Regions from separate parts of the Rattus norvegicus genome. Here region 2 is linked to region 1. A link is a contact called in public Hi-C data. All regions are on one chromosome and are shown on one strand. The core of a region is the stretch at or near the end of the contact, and the rest is flanking DNA. Distances in the headings are between cores, read along the strand shown.

Region 1 (6,126 bases), core at 928-3,427:
GAAACCCAGGACAGCCTGGCTCAGCAGGAAGGGGTGTGTGCCTATGAGCAAGGTCTTGGCAATGAGCTCAGTTCCCTGTGCGCTCTGCACACGGATCTCCGGTTCATCCTGGGGCTGAGAGAGGAGAGGGTTGAGCCTCCTCCTAGTGAAAGTCCCCGCTTCAGATTCACGGGGGCTCGTTTGGTGGGGAGGGGGCTTCTGGGACTGTGGGTGGAGCATGGCTATCCCTGAGTTCCTGAAGAAAGGGTCCAAAGGACTAATGGGAAGATAAGGGTTCTCAGAGTCTGGCCCAGGCATGAGGAAGAAGGAGGCCTGGGGACCCCATGTCTGAGACAGGCAGGTAGAACCGAGTAGCCTTCCCATTGGGATAGCCATGGCAGTGGAGCCCAGGTTGCCCAGCACATAGACAACCGAGATCCACCCCTATCCCCCGCATCAGAGCCCACACAGGCAAGGCCCTGTTGGATGCCCCAGAAAGCTTTTGTTTGGCTAACTCCGTGGCCATTACTTCACCTTGGAAGTGCTCTGGGCACCAAGGGCAGCAAAGCAAACCCAGAAATTTCTGTCAAGCCTAATTTTGGCCTTGGAGCAAGGTCTCTCACAGCATGAGTGGGTAGTAATTTTGCCTACAGACTTCTGGGTAACTTATAAACAAAGAGATTAAAAAAGAACAACAAGAGAAAACAAATCAGTCATAAAGACTGGTGCTGTTAAAACGTCTTTTGGAATAGTAATGCTTTGCCCTCTTCGTTCCTATGTAATGTGACTGTTCTATTTTCAAGGAAATTAAAAGCCTTATTAAAATGCTAATCCACAACACACCAGTTACAGAGCGATAGGAGGATGAGCAGCAGGGCTCAAGTTCAAGTCTGCAAGGGACCTGCTGTCTTCTTAGTCCTTTCAGAGAAGCCGTACTTCAGATAAACCAAGACCCTAAGTGCAGGTCCCGTGTCACCAAAGGCCCAGGGGAAATGAACTTCTTAGAGGCTGTCCAAAGAGAAACCACCTCAGACAGGAGAGAGAAATATCGGGCAGGATAGGGCTCCACCTTCTCTGTTCTACCCTCCTTCCCACCTAGACTGACACACAAAGCTCACACAGTCACACAGGGCCCTGAGAATGTGAGTCTGCTCATCGAGTATGTGTACAGACTGATATGGGCTAGAAAAAGAGGGAGGGGTGTGTGTGTGTGTGTGTGTGTGTGTGTGTGTGTGTGTGTGTGTGATGGGCATGACTGTGTGTGTGTGGTGTGTATGTGTGTGTATGTGTGTGTGTGATGGGCATGTGTGTGTGATGTGTATGTGTGTGTGATGGGCATGTATGTGTGTTTGATGGGTGTGTGTGTGTGTGTGTGTGTGTGTGTGTGTGTGTGTGTGTGTGTAATGAGCATATATGGTTAGGCAGGCACAGTTAAGTTATGCCCATTAGGAATGAGCTCTTCCAGCTCGCCTGTTGTCTGTCACACTCGGCTCCACCTGAACAACTTGGGGATCCCACCACCCTTTCCTTTCCTTTGACCAAAGCGAGCAGAAGATAGTTCCTTGGAAAAGCAAAGGGAGATTTGACATAAATATGGGCTCAGAGGAGAGGTGGGGAATGGAGGCTGTGATCACAGGGTTCAAGGACAAGCTAGGGACACACTGCAGCACACCCTGCACGCTGAGAGCTATGGTAGTGGGGAAGATGTGAAGTGAGCGACGGATGCCATGTGGGAAGTATCGGGGAGGGGAGCTGAAGAGATCAAGTACGGGCACCCTCTCCCTGGGCCCGTCCTACCCCAGGCTGGCGAGGGGAGTGGGCCCTCCAGCTAGGCTGGACTTTTCAACTTAGCTCCCACTCCACCGGTCAGCAGAGCCACCCAACGAAGGTCTTCAGCTCTTGATCTCAGAGTTGCCATCGGCTACAAGGAAGTTCTTCCTGACTCCCCATTCTAACATCAGTTCCAAGGTTATACAGAGTGACAATACCAGGTCCAAAGAAAGGAAAGCGTTTCCCCGGGTCTTTTATTCCTTTCCTGTTTATTTTCCCAAGGGCCTCTACATCTGGGGAAGAATTCTTGGCACAGTTTGTGCTGGCAAAGACCAGCAATCCCTGAGCCAAGTGCAGGGGAGAGGACAGTGCAAGGGTGAGTGGGTGAACACTGGTATCTGAGTGGTTCCTTTCCAGGACACCTCCTGCATTTTTTGTTCTGTGCTCACTGTCAAACAGTCTCCTGGCTTCCTCAAGCCACCCCCCTCCACCCCAAACACAGTGGGGGCTGGACATGGTGGGTGGATTGCAGACCATTTATAGCAATGAAATGTTTTCCTCTTTTCTTCAAATGCTTTGTCTAACCACCCTCGTGTGTGTGTGTGTGTGTGTGTGTGTGTGTGTGTGTGTGTGTGTTTTACCTCTCTCAGTATTTCTATCTCTGTCTATAACAGATTTAATGCTCCTCAAGCCAACACAAGAGTCACCTTGGGGGCCCCTTCTCAGTGTACCTCCTCAGAGGGTGCACAGGAATGTAGGCACCGTTTGAGAATGTGGGATTTGTATGGAATCTTCCCGATCCATTGCTTAGGACTCTGGGCCATATCCTAGCATCCCCTGCCACTCCTGGCAGACCTTAAGCACTCTCCTTACAAGAGCCGTGATGGTCTTATCATATGATTGCTAGAGAGAGCACCCCCTCCAGCTCTCCCCCACCTACCCACCCCCGCCAAGGGTTTCCAACATGCCTCAAGACCCCTGGTTCCCAGCATCTTGTGCTTTCTACAAACATGCCCCTTTCCACGAGAGGCTAATTTCTCCCAGTTTCCTTCCTGCAGGTACATCACCTGGATCATGAGGGCATCCTTCTTCTGGTTCCTTCCACTTCTCCTCATCTTGGCCTCAGTGGCCCAAGGCCAGCCAAGACCAAAACCTGGGATTAGGCGTAAACCCAAGCCAAGGCCCACACCCAGCTTTCCTCAGCCCCACGAGCCAGCAGAGCCCACAGACCTGCCTCCACCCCTTCCTCCTGGCCCTCCATCTGTCTTCCCTGACTGTCCACGGGAATGCTACTGCCCGCCTGACTTCCCATCAGCCCTCTACTGTGACAGCCGAAACCTTCGCAAGGTCCCAATCATCCCACCCCGAATTCACTACCTTTATCTGCAGAACAACTTCATCACCGAGCTCCCCGTAGAATCTTTCAAAAATGCCACAGGCCTCAGGTGGATCAACCTGGACAACAACCGCATTCGCAAGGTGGACCAGAGAGTGCTGGAGAAGCTCCCTGGCCTGGCATTCCTCTACATGGACAAGAACCAGCTGGAAGAGGTGCCATCAGCTCTGCCCCGGAACCTGGAACAGCTGAGGCTAAGCCAGAACCTCATCTCCAGGATCCCGCCCGGAGTATTCAGCAAGCTTGAGAACCTTCTGCTTCTGGATCTGCAGCACAATAGGCTGAGCGACGGAGTCTTCAAAGCCGACACCTTCCAGGGCCTCAAGAACCTCATGCAACTCAATCTGGCCCACAACATCCTGAGAAGGATGCCCCCCAAGGTGCCCCCGGCCATTCACCAGCTCTACCTGGACAGCAATAAGATCGAGACCATTCCCAGCGGATACTTCAAGGACTTCCCCAACCTTGCCTTCATCCGCATGAACTACAACAAGCTGTCGGATCGAGGGCTCCCCAAGAACTCCTTCAACATCTCCAACTTGCTGGTGCTCCACTTGTCACACAACAAGATCAGCAATGTGCCGGCCATCAGCAACAAGCTGGAACACCTGTACCTCAACAACAATAGCATAGAGAGTGAGTTGAGGGGTATCATGGGGTAGGGGCTAGGGCAAACTTTCTCAGGAACACCACAGCGGGGTTACAAGAAGCAGCTACTGGGACACTGGTGTAGCGGTCTCCTCCTCCTCTTCCTCCTCTTCCTCCTCCTCTTCCTCCTCTCCCTCCTCCTTCCTCTTCCCTTCTCCCTCCCCTCCTCTTCCCCCTCTCCCTCCTCCTTCCTCTTCCCTTCTCCCTCCCCTCCTCTTCCTCCTCTCCCTCCTCCTTCCTCTTCCCTTCTCCCTCCCCTCCTATTCCTCCTCTCCCCCCTCCTTCCTCTTCCCTTCTCCCTCCCCTCCTCTTCCTCCTCTCCCTCCTCCTTCCTCTTCCTTTCTCCCTCCCCTCCTCTTCCTCCTCTCCCTCCTCCTTCCTCTTCCCTTCTCCCTCCCCTCCTCTTCCTCCTCTCCCTCCTCCTTCCTATTCCCTTCTCCCTCCCCTCCTCTTCTTCCTCCTCTCCCTCCTCCTTCCTCTTTCCTTCTCCCTCCCCTCCTCTTCTTCCTCCTGTTCCTCCTCTCCCTCCTCCTTCCTTTTCCCTTCTCCCTCCCCTCCTCTTCCTCCTCTTCTTCCTCCTCTCCCTCCTCCTTCCTCTTCCCTTCTCCCTCCCCTCCTCTTCCTCCTCTTCTTCCTCCTCTCCCTCCTCCTTCCTCTTCCCTTCTCCCTCCCCTCCTCTTCCTCCTCTTCCTCCTCTCCCTCCTCCTTCCTCTTCCCTTCTCCCTCCCCTCCTCTTCTTCCTCCTCTTCCTCCTCTCCCTCCTCCTTCCTCTTCCCTTCTCCCTCCCCTCCTCTTCCTCCTCTCCCTCCTCCTTCCTTTTCCCTTCTCCCTCCCCTCCTCTTCCTCCTCTTCTTTCTCCTCTCCCTCCTCCTTCCTCTTCCCTTCTCCCTCCCCTCCTCTTCTCCCTCCTCCCCTTTCACTCCCCTCTTCCTCTTCCTTCTTTTAGATTGGGTTTGTGTCGCCAAGACTGACCTGGAACTCAATCTGTAGTCCACAGATCCACCTGCCTCTGCCTCCCAAGTTCTCCACACCACCCAGTCTAGAAGCCTTTCTAACAAGTACATAAGACCTTACGTTCCATCCTTAGCATTGAAGAAAAGGAGAAAGAAATCCTACTAGTTTGGACTGCGGTCTCACTATTTTCTGCATGCGAGTAACCTTGAAAAGATACCAGACCCATACGGAATGTCTCCTTACCTGTAAAATGAGGATGGTAATGCTATCTCCTGACACAGAATTGGCAGGATGACTTAATCGCGTATGGATAGAGTGTGCTCAACACCACGCTTGAAAGGCATGAGGTTTTCTTTCTCCATCCCGTCCCATCAGCATCAGCTTTCTGGCTGGTGGACCTGTAGATAAAACAGACCCAGAAATACTGCCAGCTATTCTCCTAACAAAAGAAGCCAGCAGCAGCCATAGCAAAGGACTTCCCAAATCTGAGTGTTGGTCTTTAAAAAGTCTGTGAAGGGGACTCGGAGAGGCAGCTATGTAATCAGGGTATAGCACTGCTAAAACTGTCTATCTGCTCTCTGGTTCTAGTGGAAGGTTGCAATGTTCAGCCAGGACAGTTTCCCTAAGGAACATTCACAGAGTCCTGAGTTCAACTGTAGCCCAGGACATGAGGCTGGAGCTCAGTGTTGCTTCAGTCAAGGGTCAGGCCAGACATGGTGGTACATATGTGGAACCCCAGCACTTGAGGGGTGGAGGCAGGAGAATCAGAACTGAAGCAATCTTGGACTCTATGAGATTTTGTCTCACAAAAAAACAAACAACAAAACTGTCAACTGGGTATGGTGTTTGTAATGACTGAGGCAAGAGGACAGGGAGTTCAAGGTCAGCCAAGGGAGTAAAATTGGCTCTGAGAGCATCGGCAGAAAGGCTCAGAGAAAGAAGCATACAACTGTTTAGTCCTTGAATAAACCATTCCTGTAGGAAATCACCACTTTGACAGTCATCCCCAACTGAAATCATTTTACAAATGAATAGGTTGGCTCTGGACACTAGGTGATCTGCAGTCACACCTTCCTTCCCAGAGTCACCCTGTCCAGAGAAGAAGATGGTAGAGTCCACACTCTTGGCCATCATCCCCTTTCTCCTCTCCGGTGCTGCCCGTTCCTCTGTGGCTGACTTCTCCCCCTTCTTCCTCCATAGAGATCAATGGGACCCAGATTTGCCCCAGCAACCTAGTGGCCTTCCATGACTTCTCCTCGGATCTGGAAAACGTGCCACACCTGCGCTACCTGCGGCTGGATGGGAATTTCCTGAAGCCACCCATCCCGTTGGACCTCATGATGTGCTTCCGCCTCCTGCAGTCTGTGGTTATCTAGGCT
Region 2 (6,126 bases), core at 2,088-4,587, 140 kb before region 1:
GGAGCAAGTCTTGGCTGGGGTAGAGGAGCTGTTTGGTTGACCAGTGCTCTGTTGGGCACCGGCTTTGGCAACCCCAGAGAGAGGCGGAATAGCAAAGACTTCACATCAGTGATGAGGATACACTAGGGTGATTTTTTTTAAATGAAAGATGAGACGTTTTAAGTAAAAGAAAAATTAATACCAACTCACACCCATCTTGGCAACGATGGGCAACCCATTGTTTTGAAGCAGCATTTGACATTGGGAAGATGTCCAGACAGGGCGTTCCCAGGGACTCTTACTTTATCCCCAGGGTCTTTTTTCCCCCTTTTTCAGAGCTGGGGACCGAACCCAGGGCCTTGCACCCGCTAGGCAAGCGCTCTACCGCTGAGCTAAATTCCCAACCCCCCGGGACTCTTACTTTAAAGAGAGCACCACTTACTTTAAAGCAGCAAGCACTGCCTTCCTCCCAGCTGTAGACGTCTTAACTAGTGCCTTTGCCTTCCAAGGAACATTTGGCAACTCAAGATACTTTGATGGTGTTCACTGGGTCGGGAGGGGGATACCCTGGAGGGACCCAAACCCAAGGACAAACAGTAATGCACTGAGAACAGCTGCCCTTCAATAAGACAGCAGACAGATAAGGATACAGTGGTTAGGAGGGAGGAATAGGAGCTTCAAGCATCGATGTGGATAAACCTTGACCACATATTGTTCTGTGGGGAGAAGTCAATTACAGACATTGTGTGAAGCCATTGTACAGTTTAAAGACACAACCTGGGTAGCCAATTAGATCGGCCGTTTAGACTCTGGTGCTAATCGGCACGAACAACTCTAGCCAGTTTGAGATCTATAAATATGCAATAAAAGCCCGGGCCCTCATTGGCTGATGATACAACCCAACCTAATAAACCAGCCAGAAGTTGAAAGCTCAATGGACCTAAGGCTTCCTGGCTCAGAGCACAGCGAGCGTCCTGCATGTCATGGCTGGGAAAAGATAGAAAGTTCTAAAGTGCGCTATCTACGGACAGTGCACTGCTCTCTCACTATCATAAAGTTAAACTAGAAGGCAAAGGTGGACTAGAGAGACCTTGCCTCCCGAGAGGGTGGAGAGCAGGAGACTTCAGGTGCAGTTCCATTTAGAGGAAGCAACTTCGAAGTGATGTTCGCATGCACTAAACCTGAATGGTGGATTCATGGTGCTGGTTACATTGATCGCCAGGCTTCAGTGTATGTTTTGGGGAAATATATCATTAATGAAAAGAGAAGGATGTAGGTTCAAGGACATGTGCTCATCCTCCGTTCACACGAACCCAGAAGGGGGCTTTCGGTTATATAATGTTCATTTTAACTATCTTTTGTTGTCACCCAGCAGAAGGTTGCCTGAGTTTTTGTGGAACATATGCATAAAATCCCCCTCGAAGATCTTTCAGCCCTCCTTAGGAAAGCTCTTGTTGGATGGTGTCATGGGATGCATACCACCTGACTCCGTGTCCACGGTCACCCAGACCATTAGAGCGTGAGCTCATCTGGAGGCATTCTCTTCGCAAATGTAATTACCAAAAGTCTAGGATGAGAGCATACTGAATCAGGGAGGTCCTTAAAGCTATGCCCCATGTCTTAGAAGAGATTACCAGAGGGACCAATAGAAGACACCAGATGGACATGGGGACAGCAGAGAGATGGAAGTGACAGGGCTGCAAACCAAGCACTGTCGGGACCTGCCAGGAACCAGAAGAGGCAAGCAAGATGGTTTCTAAGACCTTCAGAAAAAAGCAGAGCTCTGAAAGCACATTGTGTACTTTTGGCCTCCCGAATAAACAAGAGAATAATAGATTCTAAAAATTGCCAGACCGCCGCATTTGTTGAGGCTTTGTCAGGCCAGCCGTGGGAGATGAACAGTGATGAGCGTTTGAAATCAGCCTCAAAGCAGGGCACAGCTCCCACCAGAAGCCATTACTTTTGCACTACAAGGAGGCAGGAATTTGTAGGTGACAGTCCCCGTTCCCATAAGGATTCTCTACATCCTGGTGGTGTCTCTTACTCAGCCCTTGGGGTGGTACCTCACAACCCCCATTCCACAGATTTCCTGAAAAAATAAACTCTGCCGTGTGGTGTGTTTGACCGCTCAGAGCCGTTTCTTTATTATGGAGACTTCCCACCATGAGAGACAGAGCCGGCTCTAAGTGAGATCAGCAGCTGCTAACTTTGCGATCTCGGTTGCTTCTGGAGAACCAGCATGGGAGTCCGTCTTGCTAGGCTGATCTAGACTTCAGAGTTGGTGACGTGAGAGAGCAAAGGCCTCATGGAACCTGTGCTGGTGAGGTGGAGAGTAGAGGCAGCGGTAGCTGGACTCCATGCGGAAGCAGCGCACAGTTCTCTGCAGTGTCGATCCAGCGTGAGGGCCTCGGCGTTGGGGGCGGGGTGGGGGAGGGGGGTTGGAGGGCTGCACCGTGATCTTCATGGACATGACTTTGTGGCTGCTTCCGGGTTGCACTGGTTCCACTTCTATGTTGTCCAAAGTCCTCTGCTCCTGACATACCTTTATTACTAGGCATGGAGCTGTGTGCCCTGGAGCCTTGTTATGTCCAGTTCTGTTGGGGGAGCTTGGGCTTTCTGGATCTTTCTATGCAACAACCTTAGTCACACCCTCTGAGTATCTGGCTATGGTTGGCTATTATCTCTTCCTAAAACTGCGGGCTAAGCCTGAAGCCCGTGGCACTCCCCTGTTGTCTCATCCTGTCTCCAGAGCCTAATCTCATCAAGACCCAAGGCTCAGTGCGAGACACCTGGGAAGGAGGGGCGGGGTTTGTTGGGATAGACTGGAGTCAAGGCTGCTGCTAATTCTTGTCGACTTATGAAGATTCAGGGTTTGCCGTTCAGGTTTCCTCCTTGCTCAGTCAGGGACTCTGACCCATTTTCTAGTCTCCAGTGGAATCGTGCCCTTTGTTCGTACAGTGTGCCCAACAGCAGCCCAGACTTGGGTGGAAACAGATCATTTGTCGTCAGCGTTTGCAATTCCTGTTGGGGCCCAGTGTGGCTGGGTGTGGCTGCTGGGCCCTTTGTCCTTCCTAGCCATTTGCCTGTAGGTTCTCCCTTCCTCTGCTCTCAGGGCTGTGCTTCAGTAAAGCCTGGCTTCCGTCAGCAAGGCAGCCCTACTTGCTTCTGGTGTAGGCTTTGACCTTAGGGCATGAGCTGGTTTTCAGGAGTCAAAGCTTGTGCAACTGCATAATTGAGCAAGTGTTGGGTTCCCGTGAGCACAACTTGGGGACTTGAGATACCCAGGGTCTCAACTGGCTGCTGAAGTCACGTTTATTAGCTCCCGCCTGTATGACTGAGGTGGAACCTTCTGGGAAAGTCTGAGGTCCACATGGGACCATTAGTTTCCTGATGGCACTTTAGCGGTGGAGTCAGTGCCTGGGAGCATAGTAGAGTGGCTTAGTCACAAAATAAAGGAGAACATTCAGGCCACTCCTGCTGCTTCCTTAGTCACACTGGTCCTCCTCCTCCTGGATGATGAGGAGGAGGGGGAGGAGGAAGAAGAGGAGGAAGAAGAGGAGGAAGAAGAGGAGGAAGAAGAGGAGGAAGAAGAGGAGGAAGAGGAGGAGGAAGAGGAGGGGAAGGGGAGGGGGAGAAAGGAGAAATAATATTTGGTACTTTATTTGGTGTTTTTATCAAACTGCCTTGTGAGTTTCAGAATGAGCAGTATCTTTTACATTGTTAAGACGAAAATGAGTCTGAGTCCCTACCTACCTCTACAAAGACCCTGAGAGCTTCACGGCTCCTTCCCCAGCAGCCTTGCTCAGGAGCTGGCTGTGACTGAGCTGTGCCCCCAGAGAGGGACGATCCATGCCTGGTGCTTCCTTCTAGCATTCTTCCTGTGCTCTGACCTGTCTTTTCCTGAACCCCCTAGATAATCAGGTCTGTGCATTTGCACCAGAAGACAGATCTTCCGTTGGCGTGCGGCTAACCAAAATTCACCACCGCCTTCACTTCCGAAGGCCACAGACACGGCAGCCCTCGAGGCTCCTTCCATTTCCCCCTGAAGTCCTAGATTTCAGTTTTGTTATTTTGAGACTGGGCCTCTTGTAGCCCAGGTTGGCCTTGATCTGATCATCATGGTCTATCTTCCAAGTGCTTGGCCTATGGGTGTACGTCGCAATACTTGGCTTGAGAGCATAGATGTTTTTATATTACGTTGCATTTATTGAAAAGACCTCAACATGCCTTTTGCATTAGCAACACTTTGAATTAACTTTAGTCAATAAGCCTCTAGAGGGATTTCGTTAATTGTAGTAATGAAGAAATATATACATGATATATAAATTTTATGTTTTACATTTTCGTATCACAGTAACTTGTTTAATTACTGAACTAGCCTGGGCTGCATGTGAGATGCTGTTCAAATCAGACAGCCAAGCCAGCAGTCTGAAAAGCTGAGCATAGTGGTCCCTGTAATCCTACCTACTCAGGATGGTGAGGCAAGAGGGTTATTTAAGCCAGGAGTTCAAGGCGGGTCTGGGAAGCATAGCAAGACTGTTTCAAAACAAAGCAATACACAAACAGAACAAGATTCTGAGCAGGGTCCCATAGGCCTCACCTGCTTTGGCCAGCACAAAAGGCACCTGGTGTCACTGGGTCTTCTGGTGACAGTGGTTCTCCACCTTAATGTTGTGACCCTTTAATACAGTTCCTCATGTTGTGGTGACTTCCAACCCTCACATTATTTTCGGTGCTACCTCACTACAAATTAGCAGCTGTCATTTTGCTACTATTAAGGAGCGGAATGGAGAACGGCTGGATTAGAAGAACACTTGGAGAAATCTAGCTGTCATGGTAGCCTTTGAAAGGCTCTGGAGTCTGACCATGTGATGAGAGACACTGCCCCCTTGTGGCCAAAGACAAAACAGCGAGACTATAGAGCCGCTGCCCTTAGTAGGGTGGTAGTTAAGAGTCTGGCTACTCAAGTCTGAAAGAGAGAATTCCGGCAGTGTAGGTGTATTTGTTTTTAGTCTATTTTATTGTTTTTTATATCTATCATCCTTCTCCACTCCAATCCCTTCCAAAGGCTCAACAGCAGGTAGGTTAGAGGGGAAGGGGACTTAGGTCTCTTTATACTATTTCCTGCTGAGTAGGGGCATAGTTCCTTAGAGCAATCCAAATCTTCATCCTGTCAGGATATCTCAAACTTCTTGTTAAATTGCGACAACAGCAACCAGGAGCAGCAGGGACCACCACCACCAGCGGCAGCAGCAGCAGCAACTCCCTCCCCCTCCTCCCCCATCTCTTCTTCAGAGCCCCTCTCCTGACTCGGGCGTTTATACCCTCTCCAGAGTCCCCAGAATTAAAGAATCTACAGCTAGCAGTAATTCTACCCTTGCTGGAGCAAACAGTCTGCTGCTGGGGACACTCTGAAGCAGCCTCTCATATCTCACAGCTGGGATTAAAACAAAGACAAGTTCACATAACATAACTGAGTTCTTAAAGAAACCAGAACTCTCACTCTAGGTGATTTGATTCCTATGTAGCATCCTGCCTCGCTGCTTTAAATGCTGTCTGTGGTCCAGCCATTTTTTGATGCCTAACGTATCTGATGTTCCTTCCATATTTGGGTGTTATCTATGGCCAGATCATCTCCCCTCTTGTCTAGATTACTGTGTCCCACTCCAAAGCCTTCAACATCAGGCTCTTGACATCTCCCCGCAGACCTATGGTCATTTTGCCAGCTCTTTCTCAGTTTGTAACGCCTGGCCCTCCTTGGGCTGTTGATTCTGTTGTTATCCAATGAACGCCTCAGTAAGAAAGCCCCGCCCTTCATCTGTAAGAAAGCCCCGCCCCTCATCTGTAAGAAAGCCCCGCCCCTCACCTGTTGTTTACTAGGGAAGAGGGAATTTTAATTGAAAAACCACAGCCATAAAGGCTGGCAGGATGGACTGAGTCATCCTCCAGTTGCATCAGTCTTTTCTATCCTTCATCCCCTGGATTCTCAGCTCTGCAGAAGCACTGACAGACTGAAGAGAAAGGTGGTCAGCATCGTGGCCTACATGCTTCCCTGGTGGGTGTGGCTAGCATCACATGGACTACATGCTTCCCTGGTGGGTGGCCCAAGGTCTGTGTGTGTCTTAGTCCTTGTGTATAAAAACAACA

The links. Hi-C and Micro-C count contacts between places; a contact is called where the count stands out from the background.
Region 2: a Hi-C map of liver shows a contact between it and region 1, with 5 times the contacts expected there. The contact joins two enhancer-like sites. A contact is called at or near these places in 12 of 12 Hi-C or Micro-C datasets (the A7r5 cell line, the Rat2 cell line, Schwann cells and 7 more) and 1 of 1 datasets of contacts at active chromatin or transcription factors (oligodendrocytes).

Annotation. Positions count from the first base shown.
Region 1 is chr13:47,922,777-47,928,902 of GRCr8, reverse strand. It overlaps Prelp (proline and arginine rich end leucine rich repeat protein), which reads left to right. Exons shown (of 3, transcript NM_053385.1): 2 at 2,808-3,781; 3 at 5,948-6,126. The coding sequence starts at 2,824. The coding sequence ends at 6,123. Among named protein-coding and RNA genes, the nearest start is that of Prelp, 6.5 kb to the left of the region's middle. Within about 2 kb of position 2,177, at least 20 of the 93 cell types and tissues checked have an H3K27ac peak or open chromatin away from gene starts, as enhancers often do. A contact at or near this core is called in liver, where this site is marked.
Region 2 is chr13:48,060,027-48,066,152 of GRCr8, reverse strand. LOC120096251 (a long non-coding RNA gene) reads left to right here. Exons shown (of 2, transcript XR_005492457.2): 2 at 1-6,126. Among named protein-coding and RNA genes, the nearest start is that of Fmod, 18 kb to the right of the region's middle. Within about 2 kb of position 3,337, at least 5 of the 93 cell types and tissues checked have an H3K27ac peak or open chromatin away from gene starts, as enhancers often do. A contact at or near this core is called in liver, where this site is marked.